2 separate regions of the Ovis aries genome follow, and region 2 is linked to region 1. A link is a contact called in public Hi-C data. All regions are on one chromosome and are shown on one strand. Each heading gives the region's core, a stretch centred on a gene start, on an enhancer-like site or on the middle of the called end of the contact. The rest is flanking DNA. Distances are from core to core; before and after follow the strand shown. Region 1 holds the start of LOC101108811 (C-X-C chemokine receptor type 2). Region 2 holds the start of CATIP (ciliogenesis associated TTC17 interacting protein).

Evidence for each region. Hi-C and Micro-C count contacts between places; a contact is called where the count stands out from the background.
Region 2: a contact with region 1 is called in a Hi-C map of liver, with 4 times the contacts expected there. The contact joins the promoter of CATIP here to the promoter of LOC101108811 in region 1. A contact is called at or near these places in 2 of 16 Hi-C or Micro-C datasets (liver and tail adipose tissue).

What each region holds. Positions count from the first base shown.
Region 1 is chr2:220,225,995-220,230,840 of ARS-UI_Ramb_v3.0, reverse strand. LOC101108811 (C-X-C chemokine receptor type 2) reads left to right here and starts at 2,769. Exons shown (of 2, transcript XM_042244218.2): 1 at 2,769-4,790.
Region 2 is chr2:220,383,357-220,388,202 of ARS-UI_Ramb_v3.0, reverse strand. CATIP (ciliogenesis associated TTC17 interacting protein) reads right to left here and starts at 2,986. Exons shown (of 9, transcript XM_015093533.3): 1 at 2,654-2,986; 2 at 2,021-2,221; 3 at 1,679-1,734; 4 at 1,430-1,516; 5 at 1,074-1,241. The coding sequence starts at 2,771.

The DNA.
Region 1 (4,846 bases), core at 1,520-4,019:
AGTAGTCTTGCCCCGAAAATCCCACGGACAGAAGAACCTGGCAGGTACAGTCTATAGGGTTGCAAAGGGTCAGACACAACTTAGTTACTAAACCACCACCACCAGACAACTCCACTTGAACTGGTCTTCAACAATAAAGACAATTTACTGGCTCACGTAACTGAAAAATACGCAGAGAAGATGAACTCTGGGCACAGTATGTTCAAGACCCTGGATCTATTTCCCTGCAATTCTCTCAGTTCTGTCTCCTCCGAGTGTTAGTTTTTGTCTTTGGACTGGTTTGCCGTTTATGGTAGCAAAATGGCTTGCAGCAACCACAAGGCTACATACTTGCTTTTCCACAATCATTAAACAACCACCCTGAGCCTGGCTCTGAGTGGGATCGTCTTAGGTCACATACTTGCCCTTGAACCTGTCACGATGGCAACAGGAACCGTCATCAGGGAGAAGGATGAATCGTCTCCTCCACCTCCCTTGCCTCTATTTTGGTCCCCAGGTCCGAGTGGATTCTTCTGCAGGGCTGTGCAGAGATGTTGAGGCTGGTATTAAAGCTGACAGGGGGACAAAATAGATATCCTTATAGCCATATTGTGCTGTTCACATGGTCCTGCATAGAAGCTGCCACTTCTAGAACAGAATGGCAAGAACAGGCCTCAGCATCTTGCTAAAGACTAGCATTTGGGCTGCACATGTCATAGCAGTCTTTGTGGCACTGGGTGTTCTACACAGAATGGAACCATGCTCTCCCATCTGGGGTCGCACAGGGTTGGACATTATTGAAGCGACTTAGCAGCAGCAGCAGCAGAGCCATTTAAGGGGGAGCCGTGATAAATGGAAAGTGACGTACAGAAGATATGTTCTGTGGGCGAACTTGCTGGAACCTTTTCAAGTGGGTAGAATTTTATTCCAAGCTCATCTGTGTGTGCCTTTCCCACCTCCTTCAGTGAAATGCCCTTTCCTACTATAAAGGGAAAGATCCTTTTCAACTCTTTTCCCCGGATTGTTTTTCCACTGGAGACCTAAACTACCACCATTGCCACCCCCATGCTCATCCCAAGGGGCTGATTCTCCTTTGTTCCTTGGGTTTGAGGGAGGACTCTTCCCTAGTACCCCAGCGATTAGTTGAAACATGCTGGAATGCTGAACCAACTTGAGTGAAGGCCTGGGAAAGCAGAAGGGAATTATTCACAAAGAGGAGCTTAAAGCCAAGGATTAGATGAGACTTTTCTTGCCCTGGTCTTTCTCTATGGGTCTCTTCCTTGCAGACTTCCTCACCCAGTGACTGCTGCCCCCTCGTGGCGAATATTTTCAGTTTGCCCTGGAGTGCATACTGGCTTGCGCAGTCCAGACCCCAGTCTGTTTTCTCCCTTGTTCTCTATTTTCTGCCCCAGGAGCTACCTTTTCCCTAGATGATTAATAGGAGACATGTCTGCTCTCTCCAGGGACTACCCCATCTTCAAGTCCTTTCTAGTCTAGGCATCAGGTCGCAACTGGTCAACACCTGTAAAAGCAAAGCATGGGTAGCCCCAGGCAGGGCAATTGTCTGCTTACACTTCCTGCTATTACTTATAAAGGATAAGAGAACCCAGGAGGAAAGCATGACTTAGTTTAAGAAATATGCTTGCCAGGGGCAGAATTGTAGGCACCAGTGCCATGCTACATTCGGCATGCATGGTAGAGGCAGAACATAGATTAGCACCAACTTTAAACAGTAGCAGGTAGTTTGGAAAGGACAGACAGTCCAGCTCGGCTATAAGCAAGTGCAGCTTTCAGGCACAGCTTATATAGACTCTGTTCCTTAAAGTGATAGGCACCCTGAGTCGCAGGAAGAGGATGGGGGAGGACCCACGACACATCAATCCAAGGAGATATGACTGATGTTGTTTACCCTATAACCATTGAGTAACCACTTACTCTGTATCCTGGCAGAGGCTCTGAAGGTGAATTGGCGTGGTCTCTAGCAGCCCACGGTCTGGTGGGGCAGACTGACTTGTAAATTCATCGTTACAGGACAATAAGGTTCCTGTTATAAGGAAGAAGTGACTGAAGTACCAGAGGTAAAGGTAAGGGACAGACATTAGCTGCTGGGAGCAGCTAAGGCAGGTTCCCAGAGATGCCATCCGTCAAGACTGAGAGCCGGGAGAATGACATTACCACCACTCCTCCACTCACTACCATCGGCCCCAGCTCTGCTGGGCTCCCTGTGGTCCAGCCAGACTCCAGGAGTGGCCCCCAGACTCAGGGCCATTCTAATCAAGCAGTTCTTCATTGGTGGTGGAGGAGGATTAGTTCTTCCTCCGAAGAGCCATCAACATCTCCATCCCAGAGGAGTCTAGAGTTTAAGTAAACACTGTGTGTTTGCTGTCCAAACACTACTCAGTCTTCGACCTCCTTCCTACTGGGTTGTCCTCTAGCCGTCAACCCCACCCCGCTGGTGGAGGGCTCCTACAAGGCCCTCCCATATGGACTGCTAGAATCTGTACTATATAAAGTCAAGTTCTTTCCCTTTATTCGGGTCAGACAATTTGGAAGCTTTCAAATGGAAATAAAAGCAAGAAAAGGAAGAGAATGACAATAGCCATCCACAGAGTGGAGAATTCAGATAATGGATCCTTAACTCCATCTTCACCCTGGGTTCCCCTGCTTGGACACAGGGACCCTGGGAGTCTCTGATACTCTGTGACCCCCTGATTTAACCTGTTCTCCAAATATAGACATGGGCAGGGCCCAGGGAGGAGCTGTGCTGTGAAGAGGCTTCCCTATTCTTTATTCATCAAGTTTCCTCTCAGTGTTAAGGCACTCTGGTCTCTGAGTTCCAGGCTCTTACGGTTGGACATACATGGTTGGTGACTCAGGTAGGAAGCAATCTCTGATTGCCAGGACTTTTTCTGGGGCAGGGTGACTTAGTCTGACTATATTTTGGAAAATGCATCTGCTTGTCTGGGACCTGTGATTTGTACTCCATTGACTCCCTGCCTCCTTTCTCATGACCATGTATTCAGTTCTGTTTTTATACATGGCTACAGATGGTGCCCTTTCCCAATAAAATCTCTTGTTTTGTCAGCACATGTGTCTCCTCAGACAATTCATTTCCGAGTGTTAGACAAGAGCCCAGTTTCGGGACCTGGAAGGGGTCCACCTTCCTGCAACAAATGGCGACTCTGGCGGGGACTCTTCTTTGCTGAGACTGATATCCTGACCACTCGGGGTACTCAGGGGCCAGCTTGCCTGCCAGTGGACCAGACCCAGTGGCCGCAGCTGGGACCCCTTTTGTCCCTGGTCTCCTCCTGATGCAGACAACTGGCCAGAATGCCCCGACCAGTAAGAAACAAGAGGCTTTATTGACCTCTCTCCCCTTCCCTCTCTCTTTCCTCTCCTTAACCTTTCCTATCCTTCCCTGTTTTTCTAGTCCCCCGGTCCTAGATGCAGGAATCTGGTTGAAGGGTCCTCAGCCTGAGCTGAGGATTGGAGACTGATCATCTCCTCTTGGCAGAGAACTCGAATTCTGGTTCTGGTCTGGTCTGATTTCTGGTAGGGCCGAGTTTCAGTCCTCCCTTCTCTGGAGGCCCAGGAAAAGTCCCATAACGCCTGGGTATCTGTAGGTGGCAGGAGACGTCTGTAAGGCCACCCCTTTCGCCCCTCCTCTCCCGCCTCCTCCCCCTTCTTCTTTCAACCTGGCTTCCTTTCCTCCATTGAAATCTTTGATGTTAGTACTTGGATCTGAAGTTCTGTGTCTCTATAAGAGGTTTTCTGAGAGACTGTATTCTTGAATTTAAGGGCATCCCTGGTGGTGCAGAGGTTAAAGTGTCTGCCTGCCATGTGGGAGACCTGGGTTCGATCCCTGGGTCGGGAAGATCCCCTGGAGAAGGAAATGGCAACCCACTCCAGTATTCTTGCCTGGAGAATCCCATGGACAGAGGAGCTTGGTGGGCTACAGTCCACGGGTCGCAGAGTCGGACACAACTGAGTGACTTCACTTTCACAGATGGTGACCAGGGGGCCACAGTTTTCTCACCTTCACCTTTCATACCTCTTCTCTCCTTTTAAAAATATTTATTTATTAAAAAAAATTTTTTTTGGCTGCGCTGGTTTTTGTTGCTGCACAGGGGCTTTCTCTTGTTGCAGAGAGTGGGGGCTACTCTCTAGTTGAGGTGCACGGGTTCTAGGCACACAGGCTTCAGTAGCTGTGGAACAGGGGCTTAGTAGCTGCAGCTTGCAGGCCCGAGCATGGGCTCAGTGGTAGTTGTGGCTCATGGGCTTAATTGCTCCGTGGTATGTGGTATCTTCCTGGAGCAGGGATCAAGCCTGTGTCTCCTACATTGGCAGACAGATTCTAGACCACTGTGCCACCTGGGAAATTCCACGTCTCCCCTCTCTTAGGGAAGAGGATGATCCTGAGGCTTAGTCTTTTGTGAAAATGCAGTCCTGGCAGAGATATTAAAAGGTGTGGGTTTGCATGAATTCATAGAACCTCAGGTTTGGAAGCATCTCAGGGGTTATGTACTCTGCCTCCCTCAGTTTGGATGAGGAAATGGAAACCTAGAGAGGTAAAAGGACCCGCTCAAGGTCACATAGCTTATTAATGACAGAATCAGGATAGAATGAGCACTGGTTGCCAGCTATCCTTATTTCCAGTCTTGGTAACCGTTTGTAGGTTTTCAGATTGTTCTCTGAAGAACCCTGGAGGTTTTGCGGGAACCTCCTCTGTAGTGACTACTTAGATGGAGAAAGGGGCACACCCACCCTCCTCAGCAGAAGAGCTTTTGTCTGTTTCACGTCTGTTTCTTCTGGTAAGATTTTGCTTCACTAAATGTTTAACAACCTTAAAAGTCATTTGAAAAGCGCT
Region 2 (4,846 bases), core at 1,737-4,236, 160 kb before region 1:
CGTCTCCTGCCTTCAATCTTTCCCAGCATCAGGGTCTTTTCCAATGTTTTGGAGGCTCTTCACATCAGGTGGCCAAAGTATTGGAGCTTCAGCAGCAGTACTTCCAATGAATATTCAAGATTGATTTATTTTAGGATTGACTCTTTTGATCTCCTTGCTGTCCGAGAGACTCTCAAGAGTTTTCTCTAGCACCATAGTTCGAAAGCATCAATTCTTCCATGCTCAGCCTTTTTTATGGTCCAACTCTCACATCTGTACATGACTACTGGAAAAACCACAGCTTTAACTATACGGAGATTTGTTGGCAAAGTGCTATCTCTGCTTTTTAATATGTGGTCTAGGTTTGTCATAGCTTTTCTTCCAAGGAGCAAGAATTGAGACTGAGATTTGGGGCTATCTCAGGCCCATGCAAGCTACCTGTTGTAATTAAAACTTAAATCCCTATTACAGCTATGGCTGCGAGGAGAAAAGTGCTAACATAAAAACAGAGAAAATTGGGGGGAAATGGTGTGTGCCTGTTTGTGTCAAACTCATTGCTGTTTGTCATGTTTGTGACAGAAGAGACTCCAGTGTCATTTACAAAGCTGGTCAAATCAGCCCCCAAAGTGTATGTCCACAGACACAGCTTCAAAATCACATATTGCAGGAAGTCCTAGGTAGGTTGGTGATGAAAGTTTAGCCAAAATAAAGAAGCACCTTTCAGGGTTGAGATAAAATAAAATTCAAGTGAATTAGGAGATTTAAATTTCCTGATGTTTAAAAAAAGTCTCTAAAAGTGGCCCCACACTGTTTTTTTTTTTCCTGAACTGGCTTTTGTGCAAAAAGCATCGCTTTCTTCCGTTGCTCCCACCTTTTTAGTCCCTATCTTCCTCACACCACTTGCCTTGGTCTTCTCTCTAACAAATGCAATCTTTTTTTCTCCTGCCTTTGGAAGTTTCACCCCCACACGCCAGGGTTTATCCCCACCCCACCCGCTCTTCCACTCCACAGCTGCTTTTTCTCCCAAATCAGCATCCTCCCTGCCCCTTCTGGTTTGCCTGCAGACCAAGTTCCCGCCCAGGGAGATGGCTCACGTAGGTAGAATAGCAGAGTTTGCCTTCAGAATCCAAGGCCAGGAAACGAGCATTGCTGGGCACCGTGTGACGCCAGGCCATCACCCTCAGCAACACCAGGTTAGCGGCCTGGGAGACGAAGCCCTCAATGGAGGGCCTGGGGAAGAAAGTCACTTCGGTCTTCACTTCCTGTCCAGGAGAAATCTGGGTCAGGGACCTTGAGCTGGGAAGTAGGGGGAGGTTGGGCAAGCCAGGTGTTGAGCATATGGTCCAGTCCATAGGGTCCCCAGGCAGGCTCCTGGCCTGACACCATCTGTCCCCAGTTTGTGGTTCCAAAGAGGATGTTGAGTATGGCTCCCACCTGGCTCTCACCTTACCTCACCCTCCTTGACCATTCTGGTCATGGCCAGCTGATCATCCTGCTTCAGCAAACTCGTCTTCTGTTCCATGGGGAGAATGTGGAACTAGGGGCCAGAGCAGGAGGGGAGAATCAGGGACTCACCGACTGTATATGAGTGAGATCCCCCAGAGGCCACCTTGTCCATCCTCCATAAATGAGAAAACCGAGGAGAGATGTGGATAGAAAACCTTCTATCTGTGGTCAAGGCTGGGGACCCAGCAGGTACCTTGATGAACTCCTGACTCTGTTGTTCCACAACCTCCAGTTTCCACGAGAGATAGGCTGAGGGGGAGGGAGGTGAACACAGGAGACAGGGCTGGAGACTGTGGGAAGGGCAGGTGGTGGCCTGGGCTGGACAACTCAGGGGTAGGGTGGCCACAGGTCAAAACTAAGGCTGTGATGATCTTCTTGTCACCCCACATCCCACGCTTTCTCTCTGCCTCGTTCTAGTCCCAAGGTGAAATCAAAGGGTTGGTACGGAGTGAACGTCCTGGGAGTTAGGGGCTGGGGGTGGAGGGCAGAGTAGGACAGTCAGGGTTGGGGGGTGGGGGTTGGTCAGGTGCTCTACCCAGAAGGGAGCTTCCGCAGAGTGTTTTGTCCACGAAGCCTCGGCTGGAGGCATGCACGAAGGGGAAGTACGTAATGACACCAGATTGGTCTTTGTATTTCCCTCCCTGCACCTCAATGGTCAGCTCTCCCTGAGGCTCCCCTGTGTCCGAGACCATGACCAGAGTCTCTGAGAAGAACAGCAGCAGCAGCTCCTCCTGCCCTGCGGAGTGAGGGTCCCGTGGGAACAGTTAAAGCCCCAGCTCCTAGTCCTCAACTCTCTGACCCCCTGGCCACCAGTGCCCCCACGGTCTCCACCCACCCTCTCCTCATCTCACATCTCCCAGGCAGCCCCTGCCTCCCCTCCATTGGCCTCTGCAGCAGTCAGAGGTGCAGATACCCCCCACCCGTCTACACACACACACACACACACACACACACACACACACACACACACACACACGCACAGCGATCCCCACCCCCGCTGTGTCCCTGGGGTCTTCCATTAGTTGAAGACTATCAACCAATATGCTTCAGGCCCTTTCTGAGTCCCAGGAGATTCAAGGCTGAGAGAGGGGTGGCCATGTCTGGGCTTTCTCTCTTCCTCCTGTCCACAGTTTTGTCCACCCCCTCCACCCTCACCACCCAGGCTCACGGAGGGAGTTGAGGAAGTGAATGGCCTCAGCGTTGGCCTCTGGGGGTGGCAGATTCTCCTGGGTTGAGGGTTGGTGGTCCTTGGCTTTGGAGCCTATGGAGAGAGGAGAGGCTGACATGGCAGATGGCGGGCCCTGAGGAGGACAGCAATGGGGCCGGAGTCCCAAGAGCAGAATCTTTCAAGGCCACCCCAAGGTGGATGATGAGGGAGAGATGCCCCCCCTCACTTTCCAGGCCCCCACCTCCCACCTCCTCAGCCCTCTTCTCACCTTTGGATTGAACTTTAGAGGACATGCTGCCTGCTGCTACCCTCTTTGTTTCCAGATGTCTCCATGGCAACTGGGAGCTCCCTACTGCCTCTTAAAGGGCCATTAACCCATTTCACTAAACACCCAGAACTTCGAGTAGCTGGTTGGAACTGTGACTTCTGGGGCTAAGCCCAAACTTGAGATACTGTCCAGCAGAGGGAGTATTTGACATTCTTAGGCGGCAGAAGGGATGACATGAGTATTTACAATGACCTTGGAAGCTGTAACATACAACTGTACTTTGGAGTTCAGTTCTTACTGGGATTGTAAATTGGAGAAGGAAATGGCAACCCACTCCAGTATTCTTGCCTGGAGAATCTCATGGACTGAGGAGCCTGGTGGGCTGCAGTCCACGGGGTCACAAAGAGTCGGACACGACTGAGTGACTTTACTTACTTACTTACTTTAAAAAAACTTTAAATTTTACTATATTCGTATGTTTACTTTTATTAGATTGCATTAAAAGTACTTGGGAAGCTGGTTTATCAATTTGTTTAAAAAAAATTAGAGAATTATTTTTCCTTTATTTTTTCCAATGTTACTGGGATATGTTGTTCAGTTGCTTAGTTGTGTCTGACTCTTTGCAACCCTACAGACTGCTGCATGCCAGACTTCCCTGTCCTTCACTGTCCTTTGAGTTGATGATGCTACTCAGCCATCTCTGTTGCTCCCTTCTCCTCCTGCCCTCCATCTTTCCCTGTATCAGGGTCTTTTCCAATGAGTCAGCTCTTCGCATCAGGTGACCAAAGTATTCGAGCTTCAGCTTCAGCAGCAGTCCTTCCAATGAATATTCAGGGTTGATTTCCTTTAGTATCAACTGGTTTGGTCTCCTTGCAGTCCAAGGGACTCTCAAGAGCCTTCTCCAGCACCATGGTTCGAAAGCATCAATTCTCTGATGCTCAGCCTTCCTCTCACATCCATACATGACTACTGGAAAAATCATAGCTTTGACTATACAGACCTTTGTCAGCAAAGTGATGTCTCTACTTTTTACAATTGGCATATAACAATCAATTGCTTTTAAAAAAGTAGTAGAATAAATGGAATGAATAAATAAGGCATAAACTGCCTAAAGCAGTTTTAATTTTGTAAAGAGGACAAATTGTTAATTGAAGTCCCCTTAAAAGTTAATATTAGCTAGGACGTCCTTCGTGGTACAGTGACTAGGAATCCAACGCATGGAACATGGGTTTGATCCCTGGTCCAGGAAGATTCCACATGCTGAGGAGCAGCTCAGCCCATACACCAGAAGTACTGAGCCCAAGCTTTAGAGCCCACGAGTTGCGACTGCTGACGCCTGAGCACCTAGAGCCTGTGCTCTGCGACAAAAGACGCCACTGCAATGAGAAGACCATGCACACAGCAAAGAGCCACCGCTCACTGCAACTAGAGAAAGCCTGAGCACCAACAAAGACCCCGCACAGCCAAAAGTAAATAAATAAATAACTGTAAAAAGCATTAGCTAGGTTTATAATTAGAATGGCGTGACAAAATTGAACTTAGACGTTTTAAAAATGTTTTAAAATTTGCATTTAAAAAAATCGAGCACTAATTTTTGAAAGCCCAAGTGAATTCTGAATAAGTCTTTCTCTGCACGTGAGCCACCACCAGTGGCATTAAGAAAATTCACAACTGCTTTGGGAAGTGGTTTGTTAGTTCCTCAAAATATTAAATGTGAAGTTGCTGTATGACAATTCCACTCTGAGGTGTATACGCAAGAGAGCTGAAAACATCTGTCCACATAAAAACGTACACACGATATTCATAGCATCATTATGCAGAATACACAAAAAAGTGGAAACTACCCAATTGCTCATCAACTGGTGAATGCATAAACAAAATGTGAGATAGATAGGTAGATATAATGGAATATTTTCCAGCTGTAA